2 separate regions of the Gossypium hirsutum genome follow, and region 1 is linked to region 2. A link is a contact called in public Hi-C data. All regions are on one chromosome and are shown on one strand. The core of a region is the stretch at or near the end of the contact, and the rest is flanking DNA. Distances in the headings are between cores, read along the strand shown.

Region 1 (5,833 bases), core at 2,062-4,561, 260 kb after region 2:
CCCATTTACTCTTAGTGCCTTAAGAGGAGTCATGCTGAAAATAGCTTGAAGAACTTCCTCTATACTAATCCCAGTATTGAGGCCTTCCATAATATCATTATCGAATTTTCGAAAAATACCTCTTGATAGGAAACTCCCCAATTGAGTAGTTATCAATAGTGTACAGATTCGAAAAGTGTTCAATAGCATGGTTTTTCTAAAAACTCAGCATAATAACACCATCCAATTTCATCTATCTTCAAAGCTTCAATTTTGTTCATTTTTCGCTATTTCAAGGTTAGACTATGGAAGAAGCAAGTGTTGTGGTCACCATTAGAAAGCCAATCACATATCGATTTCTGTACCCATAACAATTCTCCTTGGCTCAGGATGTTTCCAACTTCAAGTCGTATCTCTTTTTCTCTCACCTTTAACTGTGTAGAATTACAATGCTCCAAGGCTCCTTGAATACGTTCTAGCTCCCTCAAAGCTCTTCTTTCCCTTACAAATATATTCCCAAAAACAGTCTTGTTCCAATCATGAGCTAAACTAATAAAACTACTCAAGTTCTCAACAACATTACATTCTGCTCTCTAAGATTTGGCAACAATGTCACGAAACTCAGCATGAGTTAGCCAGCTAGTAAGAAATCTAAAGGGCCTCTCCCCCCTCTCCTCCCGCTAGTCGGATTAACAGTCTCTAAAAATGGCCGATGGTCTAATTTCAACCTGTGAAGATGCTGGACAAAAGTATTGGGAACAATAGTTTGCCATCGATCATTACACAAGGAACGATCCAATCTATGAAAAAGATTATCCCTATTCCAAGTGAACATGGTACCTTGAAAGCCCAAATAATTTAAGCTAAGACGAAAAACAAAAGAGTTGAATCGGCTACAACCTACATTACGAGATTCAACCCCACCTTGTCGTTCATTGTACCATAAAATGGCGTTAAAATCTCCTGCCATCAACCATGGCTCCACAACATTGATGGCTACTATTTCCAACTCCTCCCACATATATTCCCTCATGCTCTTTTGTGGCTTACCATAAACCGCAGTGCATAAGAAAGGCATTTGGCCTTGAGTATCCCATATCCGCACATGCACAAATTGAGGGTGAACCCTCAGCACATCGACTTCAGTCTTATCATCCCATAAAACCCAAATTCCTCTTGCAAACCCTGTAGCTTCAACCCTAAAAGAATTATTGAATCTTAATTTTGTAATGGTCGAATCAACCTTGCTACCACTGATTCTTGTTTTGAAAAGAGCAACAAGACTAGAATGAAATTCCTTTCTGTACTTATTCCAAAAATTACGAAACCGAGGATGACCACACCCTTGGTAGTTCGAAAAACAAGGTACGAAAATTAGGAAACATTAGCACAATTAACAAAAGGCTACTATAGACACTAACTAGGATTCATTCCGAATTAGCATAAACCAGAGTTTCATTATCCGACCCTTGTAACATCGAGATTCCACCTACCATAGATGTGTCATTCTCAACCTCCTGACATAAGCCCTTAATTAAGGCATCAATAGCCCAGTCGATCGGAAGAGCAGATAACTCCCCCTATGATATACCCCTTGGTATTTTTCCCATATCAGCGCTTAACCCTTCTATCTCAGCCGTTGGCCGCTCACTGAACACCTCCCCATTGTCTCCCTTCGAGACTGTGTTGGGAAATCGTTCCATCTCTCTCTTTCCCAAAGAAATCCCTTTGTTTTTCATTAACCTTACGACCAGATTTCTCCTTTGTCTAAATCATGGCTAATCGCTTGAAATCTGATTAGATCAGAACCATTATTAAAAATTTTCAGACCCATTTTTGATCCATCGTTGAATGGGTTATCTACCTACCTAGATTAGGGCCCTTGGTTGTTAGTTGGTTTTAAAACATTTGAATTAGTTTTCGGCCCATTCACTAAAACAATAGCTTTACCTTTGTTCTTTGATGACTTTTTCTTCAACACTTTATATTTGATTTGGAGGTTAGACAATAGTTTCCCCCTAGCTGGCAAAACCTTTCCCAAAATTGCCCCATCAGATCCCTTAATTCCAGTGCTACCATTTAAAGCAGTACATTTGATCCCTTCAACCTCATCGTAATTTTTGCTCAGAACGCTGAACCTTGATCCTTCGGCCCTCGCATCAATGCTGTCGACAATTTCCTTCGTTGCCGTCAAGGGCCTCCGTCGTGATTTGCGTTCCACCAGCATCTATGTCCCAAATTGATCCTCTTTGTCACTACCATGTGCTATAGCATCTTTGTTGGAGCTCCTATCCGTAATCCCTCCTTGAGCCACTGTATCATTGTCGAGATTCTCAACCGTAACCCCTTCAGTTGTTTCTCCTTTCTCAAGCCTATGCAGACATGCATCACAAGAGTGTCCGAATCTCCCACACCCGAAGCACACCAAAGACATAGATTCCTATTCCACACGTTGAACTATTCGTCCATTTGCAATTTTGAAACGAGCAATTTCCCAAGGTCAATATAAACCGCAAGTCTCGCAAACTACCTCATAGACTTATTGTCGGTATTGCGGGCTATCTTTGCAACCGGGCCAATTATGCTTCCAATGAATTTTAGAAGGCTTATCGTGTACATGCCCTCCGGCAGCCGAAGCAATTTGATCCAAACCAACAAACTAGTGGGAAACTCTTGATCTGTTGTGAACGAAGGTGCCCACGGCCTTACAGTGAGATATTGGCCAAAAATTGTCCAAGGACCTCCCGACACCGCATGAAGGTATTCATCATCATCCTGAAAATTAACCAAAAAATAATCGTTCTCTAAGTCAATAACTTGTAATGACTGCTTAGTTTTCCAAATAGCTTGCAATCTATTGGTCATGGTAATGTATGAAATTTTCCTTCCCAACAATTTGACGACCATAGTCCGGACCATGCACTTCGCAATAAATTGATAAACTTGTTCGGAGAAAGTGACGGAAGGGATGCAATCAACGATTTTTTTTTTGCATCACCCTCAAGTAACTCGAAGTCTTCTTCATTCTACAGATTAATCCTTTCAACTGTGGTAACTAAAAGCTTATTTTTCCATGACACCGTTTGAACATCATTCGAGACCACTTTCATACTTTTGTCGTTAACAATAGGATTGTCCGGATTCGGTGGATCCTCCGACCTCCACCTAACCTTTTTTGCGGATCTCCTACCATTGTCTCCCACTGAAGCTGTATCACCCTTCCCAGATTCCATTTCAATTTGAGCTGATTTACCCGTTATTAAGAAACACGAAAAATCTAATAAGCAATTGAAATTGATAAGTAAATGAAAAAACTTAGGGAGTGACAGTCAGACGGGATTCCGCGTTTCCTGCTAGCCAGATTCCAAGTGGCAGCTATCACTCAAATTAGCTAAACGAAAATCACAGCCGTTGATCTCCCCCGTACATTTTCTAATTGATCTCTCTCTCTCCATCTAGGTAAAAAGAAATGAAAAACACACACACACACTCACACTCGCAAACAATTAAAGAGTGAGCGACTGCCACTGCCATACCACCATCACCAAATTCGTTATCCTCTCAACTTTCCTTATCATTATCCTTTTGTTTCTGTTTTTCATTTCGATGCGCCGGTGATTGATCTGAAAGATGGCAAATCACCAACGTACATCAAGAATCGGCGTCGGCGGCGGAGGCCCAATGTTTGGAGGTTTTGGCTTTACTGTTAGACTATTGGCTTCTGCCATTACTGTTGCACTCTGTTTCTTCTTTCTTCTTTCTTTTTTCTTCACTTCCCACTCTCATTCTCCTCATCTCCAAACCAACTTTGTAAGTCCTAACTAACTAACTTTATTGGCTCGACATTTAATTTCACTCTTTTTCGATTCTAAGATCAATTAAAAGATGAGAAATGCACATTTCCAGGGTGACTGATTAAACGACGTTGTTTTTTCTTCTATTTCTTTTGGTGTTTTTAGGGTTTCTCCACTGGAATTGGATCCACAAGGAGGTCCGTTTTGGCACTCAAATCCGATCCGCTCAAGCCCCGGCTGGACCAGATCCGGAAACAAGCCGACGACCACCGCTCTCTTGTCCTCGCCTACGCCTCCTACGCTCGAAAGCTAAAGCTCGAAAACTCGAAGATCGTTAGGGTTTTTGCTGATCTATCTCGAAACTACTCGGATCTCATTAGCAAACCATCCTATCAGGCTCTCTTCGAAACCGATTCGCTCTCCATCGACGAGCCCTTGCTACGACAGTTCGAGAAAGAAGTCAAAGAGCGAATCAAAGCCACGCGCCAAATGATCTCGGAAGCCAAGGAATCTTTCGATAACCAGTTGAAGATCCAGAAACTAAAAGACACCATCTTTGCTGTCAACGAGCAACTGACCAAAGCCAAAAAGCAAGGCGCATTTTCCAGCCTTATCGCCGCTAAATCGATCCCAAAAAGCTTACATTGTTTGGCAATGAGGTTGATGGAGGAACGAATCTCGCATCCGGACAAATATACAGATGAAGGGAAACCAATGCCTCCGGAATTCGAGGATCCGAAGCTTTACCATTACGCTATCTTTTCTGATAACGTTCTTGCTGCATCCGTGGTGGTGAATTCAGCCACGAAGAACGCGAAAGAGCCATGGAAACATGTTTTCCATGTGGTGACGGACAAGATGAATCTTGGGGCAATGCAGGTTATGTTCAAATTGAAAGATTATAATGGAGCTCATATTGAAGTGAAGGCGGTAGAGGATTATAAGTTTTTGAATTCATCCTATGTTCCAGTGTTAAGACAGTTAGAATCGGCTAATCTGCAGAAGTTTTATTTTGAGAACACGCTGGAGAATGCCACGAAAGATACGACTAACATGAAGTTTAGGAACCCCAAGTATTTATCAATCTTGAATCATTTGAGGTTTTATTTACCGGAGATGTACCCCAAGTTGCATAGGATATTGTTTTTGGATGATGATATTGTGGTGCAGAAGGATTTGACTGGGTTGTGGAAGATTGATATGGATGGGAAAGTGAATGGGGCAGTAGAGACTTGTTTTGGGTCTTTCCATCGGTATGCACAGTATATGAATTTCTCGCATCCATTGATTAAGCAAAAGTTTAACCCCAAAGCCTGTGCTTGGGCTTATGGCATGAATTTCTTTGATTTGGATGCTTGGAGGAGGGAAAAGTGTACTGAGGAGTATCATTACTGGCAGAATCTGGTAAGCTTCGAGCGACACTCTTTTGTTTTTCTGATTGCTTTATTATGCCTTGTAGCATCTCTCATGCTACTTTTGGTGCTTGATTTATGCTATTAGATAATGCAGCTTGTTCCATAGTCTAGATTGAGTAAACCGTTGCTGAACTAAAGTATATTATTTTGACTTTGTTGAAACTGCTATAGCAGCTATTAATACGCCAAAGTTTAATGTGGAAATGCTAGCAGCTTCTGGTTTTAATAGTTTGATGTTGTTGTTTGTTTTTATCACTACTATTATTGGGCCATAGTAGATGAGGTTATGACTAATTAGCTTCATATTCCCTTGGTTTTGCTTGCAGAATGAGAATAGGACTCTATGGAAATTGGGAACATTGCCCCCTGGTTTGATCACATTTTACTCCACGACGAAACCGTTAGACAAGTCATGGCACGTTCTTGGACTCGGCTATAATCCAAGCATTAGCATGGATGAGATCCGCAATGCCGCGGTGGTGCACTTCAATGGGAATATGAAGCCGTGGCTAGATATTGCCATGAATCAGTTCAAGCCTCTTTGGAGTAAGTATGTTGACTTTGATTTGGAGTTCGTCCAAGCCTGCAATTTCGGTGTCTAAATAAAAAAAAAAAGGATCACCAGCTACAAAAGAGCTTGTTTAA
Region 2 (5,627 bases), core at 748-3,247:
AATACAGTGAACCAAACAAAGGATTAAAGTGGAATTAAGTGGGGCCCACAGAATAGGGGTGTAATGGCTATGCCAATACATCTAACCAAACATGGTGTAATTCTAATGGTAAAAGAAATTTTTGTTATATGTATAGTGTCCTTGTAATGACCCAATTTCAAGGTTATTGGAATAGTAGTTTTGTAACCACAAATCTGATTTAAAGAAAAATCTATTTTAATATTTTTGCATGAATATTGACATGATAGGAAAATCCCATTTCACTAAAAAAAGGAATTGAACAAAAAAGTCAAAACCCGCGTAATGGGCTTTGACTTTGTGACAAAAAAGGAATTGTCGAAAAACAAGTTATGTGAATAATTATTATTGTTTGACATTACTAATGAGTAAACCTCTAGCAACAAGATAAAAAGTAAAATTTTCTTTTGTGAAATGAAATTCGAATTTAGAGAGACAAATAAAACAAATTTTATCTTCCTCCATTGCATATGTATATATAATTTAAATAGAGAAAAAATAGAATAGAAATATAGAGTTTTGCATCTTTCTATATCTCCCGAAAATTCTATTTTTACTAATAATCCTTGTTCTTGGATCGGATTCTAACGAATCGAATCTTTCGACAATTTGTAATAAATTTTTTCTTTAATAAATTCAAAAATTCAAATTAGAAGACAAGAACAATAGAATAATAAGAAAAGTAAGAATAAAGTAAGATAAAAAATACAAATGTGAGTGAAAAAAGAATCTAACTCGAAACTCAAGAACAAAACCACTAACATTTAACCATCTAACTAGAAGCTAATTATATAAAAAAAGTAAAAAAAAATGCAATTTAAAGGGAAAGCGCATCCAGTTGGAGGCACTTTCACACATTCTCTAAAAACGGTCTATTTCCTTAAATTTTCAAAATATCGACCTATTTAGTCAATTAATTTTTTTTGGTATATATAGCCTATTTAGCCTAAATTTTTATTTTTATTTATAAAAACACTGACAAAATCATATATCTTACTTTGCAAATAACATAATCTTTTATAATTCTTTACAAATAATATAGATATAAAAAGGTCTAAATGATCCTCCTTCTATTGACGCATGGCACATCATGGTACTCTCAAACTTTTTTTACATCATAAATTAGTGGTTAAAATTTTAATTCTTTTGTTATGCTTAAATTTGTGATTTAATATTTATATTTTAATTCTAACACAAATTGATCTTTATATTTTTATAATATTATTAATTAATTAAAATAGTTAATATTTTTATTTTTTATTAAAATATTACTTTGTTATATATAATTTAAATGTCTTAAAACTCTTAGAGATTGATAGAGTGGCTTCCCATTTCTTTTGAGTTTGTCTTTGTTTTCTTTTTTACATTATAAGATAATAGTCTCTATATTATACTGAAATGTGAGATTTAATATATACATGCTTTAATTTTTTATATAATTTGCTTCCTTTATTTTATAATATAATTAGTTAGGCTAAACAGTTAATATCGTTAATTATGTCAATCAAATGTTGATGTCAATTTTTCTTATGAACACAACAACAACCAAGAATATTTTATCATGACAAATTCAAATGAATAATTTTAAGGAAAAAAATTTTAGTTACTATTTTCAACATTATGGTTATTATTGCATAATTATCAAGTGAATATATATTTTTAATTTTAAGATTTTACTCTAATAAATTTAATAAAAAATTTAATAATCATAATAACTAAATTAAATTTTTAAATTCAAAAAATATAAAAATTAAATTCCTAAAAATTAAAATAAGAAATAAATTATAAATGTATAAAAAATATAAAATTTTTATATTTTTATTCCATGGTTTCACATAAACATAATTAAGCCACTTGCTAAGAATGAGAATCTAGCATGAATCTAACTTTTAAAAATGAACTAATTTTTAAAATAGCCACGTGGTGCATATGTGAGTCACCACGTGACAGGTATTAGAATTCGAGAGATCAAGCCACGTGGAAACCAAGATTTCCTGGTTTGTGACCAGCAGTTCCTTTCCATTCCCTCGCACTAAATTCTTTTGCCTGTTTAAAAACCCTAAATTCACAAGATTTTCATAAGGTTTTCCACCTTCCCTCATCTCCCTCCCTCCCTTCCAAATCCTAATTTTCTTTTTCCTTCCAATTATTCTTTTTTTTTCTTTTGGGAATTTTTTGAATTCGAAAATTGATTCCATTTTTCCATGATTTCAAGGTATTTTTTTAAATCTCTCATACTTTCTCTTGTTAATTTCTTTTATTCTTTTTTCAATTCGTTTTAATCAATGCGGTGATCTGGTTGATGTTCAATTGCTGAGATTTGAGATATTTTTATTACATTTTTTTTTCTAATCTTGATGTGTTCTTAAATTAAATTTGATTAAATTTCTTAAAGTTCATTTTTTATTTGATTATCAGTTTATTATAATTGATTGGTTGCGGGTTTTTATCTGCCGATCGGTTCTAGTTCGAATGTTGACTAATTAAAAAAAAAATGATTTTATGTCGAGTGGTTGTTCATTATCCCGTACTTCTTTAAATAAATTAATTTAATCAACAATATCAAGCTGGAAATATGGAAATCAGTTGTTCACTCATTTGGTGCTGTTTGGATCATTAAGGAAGCAAGCTTGAGAAAGAAAAAAAACATATCTTTTTTGCTAAAATATTATTCAAATTACTATTTGCATATTACTCTTTCATTTTTTTCAAATTAAGAGTTTAGAAGAATTAAGTGTCTGTCTGCTCATTTTCTGGATCTTTTTGAGTTCTAAATCATGAGTTTTTTTCGTAACTGTCGAGATTGAATCAAGTATTTGTGAGTTTCTTATACTTTTCAAATGTTATTTTTCTCGTGCTTCAATCAGGTGAAAGAATTTATTGGTTTTAGTGAAAACTTGATGTTGAAGTTCAAGGTGATTGTTTTTAGGTATTGTTGAGGCTGCATATTTGAATAGCACTTAGGAAAAATATTAAGCCGAACATGAGCACAATAGAAGTGAGGGGGCCTTCTGTTAGAGGGTATCGACGAAGGAAGGCACTCCTGGATCTCAATGTTCCTCCCACTGAAATCAGGGAACAGGAGGGTACTTCGCAGCAGGCTGGATCTGAGCAACTGACTACTCAACCCGTACAGCCTCCACCATCTGCAACTATTGATGTTGAAGCTATTGATGTTGAAGCTATTGATGATGATGTAATTGAATCTTCCGCTATAGCATTCGCAGCGGTATGCAGTTCTTGTTCAATAGTATTTTGTTTTCACATTAACTGTACATTAAACTTGTCTTTATGGATTCATTTGCATGATGGTGATGTAATTGAATCTTCCGCTATAGCATTCGCAGCGGTATGCAGTTCTTGTTCAATAGTATTTTGTTTTCACATTAACTGTACATTAAACTTGTCTTTATGGATTCATTTGCATTATGTAGACTGTTATTAATTTTCTTGGGGTTTTATGTCAGGCTAAAAACAATTCTAGGAGAAGCCGTGGAAGGACTGTTGTTGACGTAGATTCAGGTAGCTAAATTTATTAGGGAAGGGTGTGGCTAATATTTTCTTTTTCGTCATCTGCTACCTGCATTGCCGTAAGCATGTTGCATAAAAGAACCTTGTTCTATATATCTGCTCGACGTCAAAAGATTCCATTTTAGTTATATTATTGACGCCATAATAATTTGATTTCTGACATGATTTAGGTGATTAATTATTTTTATGAGTTAGAGGGTCCTTAGGGAAACTTAAGACCACCCTTTAACTTGTTGATCATAAGGGATTTTCGTGTGGTTTTTTTGGGTGATAAAATACCAAATAATAATAATAATAATAATAAAATAAAAGATTAATAGGAATACGGAAGGAACCTGGATGAATTCTCTTCAGAAATGACAATTACAAGCAAAGCAATCACAATCTATTTACCAAACATGTCTTTAATCCAAGTGGAAATCTATTTGACATCATGTGCCTCATAACTCATTAGAAGAAACCGATCAATTTTTTCTTTATATACTTCTGAGAATTGTATTAAAACTTTGTTTCGTATGTCCTCGAGTTCTCAGAACATATTTTTGGTGTGATTGCTTTAGATTTAGAACTATATACTACTAATTTTTGATAACTTTATAGTCTATATTAGTTTGTTAAGGGGATTATAGAATATACACATGTCTCTGAGCTGTTTGCCCTTAATCGGGGCCTGTGAAGTGGGTTGTACTGTTTACTGATGGCTCAAGCACTAGAATAAAACAGACCTTTTCCTCAAGTGAGGTAAATGTTATTTCGCAGCGAACTGATCTACTCCAATTTTATGTTTCTTGTGTCACTGGATAGGTCAACCAACTTAGAGACTGGTGGTTCTTTATTTACTTTATTTATTCTTTTGTAGTTGAAGTGTTGGACCCTAGATTACTAGGTATTTGAAGTTGTTGCAGCTCACATCTCTCTCCTTCCAGGGCGGCCTGCTCGGTCAACTAATAATAACCTGAACAGGTGCAGGAGACTTCCTCCGACCCCAGTAGTTATCAATTGTGATCGGTATATCAATTTGGAGAGTTCACCGCAGTCTATGGTAAGAACTTATTTCTTAGTGCTTACAAAAGATGCAAGGCAGATTTTTTCAAGGATAGGGTGTACATATGTTTCTAGTCATCAGATCTAAGACATTTTGACTGGACATCTCCCAACTTTTTGTCCATTCACATGTTCTCATGCAGTGGCACCTCTGGCTTTTTGTTGAAGTTATGAATAAAAGTCACTAACTAATTGATTGGCAGGTCAAGGAAATTACAAAGCCCCAGTCACTTCCCAAGGAGCCAACCTTCACTTGTCCAATTTGTATGGGTTCATTAAATGAGGAGATGTCAACAAGATGTGGGCACATTTTCTGCAAGGCATGCATCAAAGCTGCAATAGCAGCCCAGGGAAAATGCCCAACTTGCAGGAAAAGAGTGACTGTAAAGGAACTAATTAGGGTCTTCCTTCCATCAGCCAGCTGAAAATGAGCTTCATGCCCAATTAGTGATGTAAACTTGCTGTTCTGTGTGTGTGTATGTGTGTGATGTCTTTTTGGAAGGAAAATGAATCAAAGGTTGTGAAAGGGAATTATATATGTACTGTTACGCTGCCATTTTTCTAAAGCATTCTGTTTCTGTCATGATACTGGGCTTCAAGATGTTCTTTCAATTATGTAGCCAGCTTTCTGAATGATATTATTCATTCTTTCAAATTAACTTCTGATGATGGTTGCTATTCTATTTCAGGGATAACTCAAACTGCAATTGAAAAGAGAAAGAAGCATTGAATTCTGTGCATCAGCGGAGCTAATTTTTGGATTTTGGAATCTTCAAGATGCCCAAGCTTTAAACTATATTTCTGCAAACAATCCTTTTGACAAGTTATCTGAGCATGCTTTTCATTGCTTTCTTAGATGCATGTGAATCTGCCAGTTGATAACCTCAGCTTCATTATTATTTGAATTAAATCTAGACTTGACAAACAACTTATTTATGTACAGTAAAAGAAATTGACTTTAGGTTGCTTGTGGTTGTGGACTCCCCTTATATTGCACCTTCTGCTAAGGTTTGTGAACCGATTGGTCTCGGTTG

Evidence for each region. A called contact is a pair of places that touch in the nucleus more often than the background predicts.
Region 1: a contact with region 2 is called in a Hi-C map of hypocotyl, with 6 times the contacts expected there. The contact joins the promoter of LOC107954673 here to the promoter of LOC107954683 in region 2. A contact is called at or near these places in 11 of 34 Hi-C or Micro-C datasets (anther, callus, hypocotyl and 2 more).

Annotation. Positions count from the first base shown.
Region 1 is chrD07:31,438,675-31,444,507 of Gossypium_hirsutum_v2.1, forward strand. LOC107954673 (galacturonosyltransferase 8) reads left to right here and starts at 3,312. Exons shown (of 3, transcript XM_016890300.2): 1 at 3,312-3,789; 2 at 3,939-5,177; 3 at 5,515-5,833. The coding sequence starts at 3,610. The coding sequence ends at 5,790.
Region 2 is chrD07:31,177,073-31,182,699 of Gossypium_hirsutum_v2.1, forward strand. It overlaps LOC107954683 (E3 ubiquitin-protein ligase RNF4), which reads left to right and starts at 1,998. Exons shown (of 5, transcript XM_016890311.2): 1 at 1,998-2,233; 2 at 2,886-3,247; 3 at 3,486-3,540; 4 at 4,476-4,591; 5 at 4,797-5,554. The coding sequence starts at 3,002. The coding sequence ends at 5,018.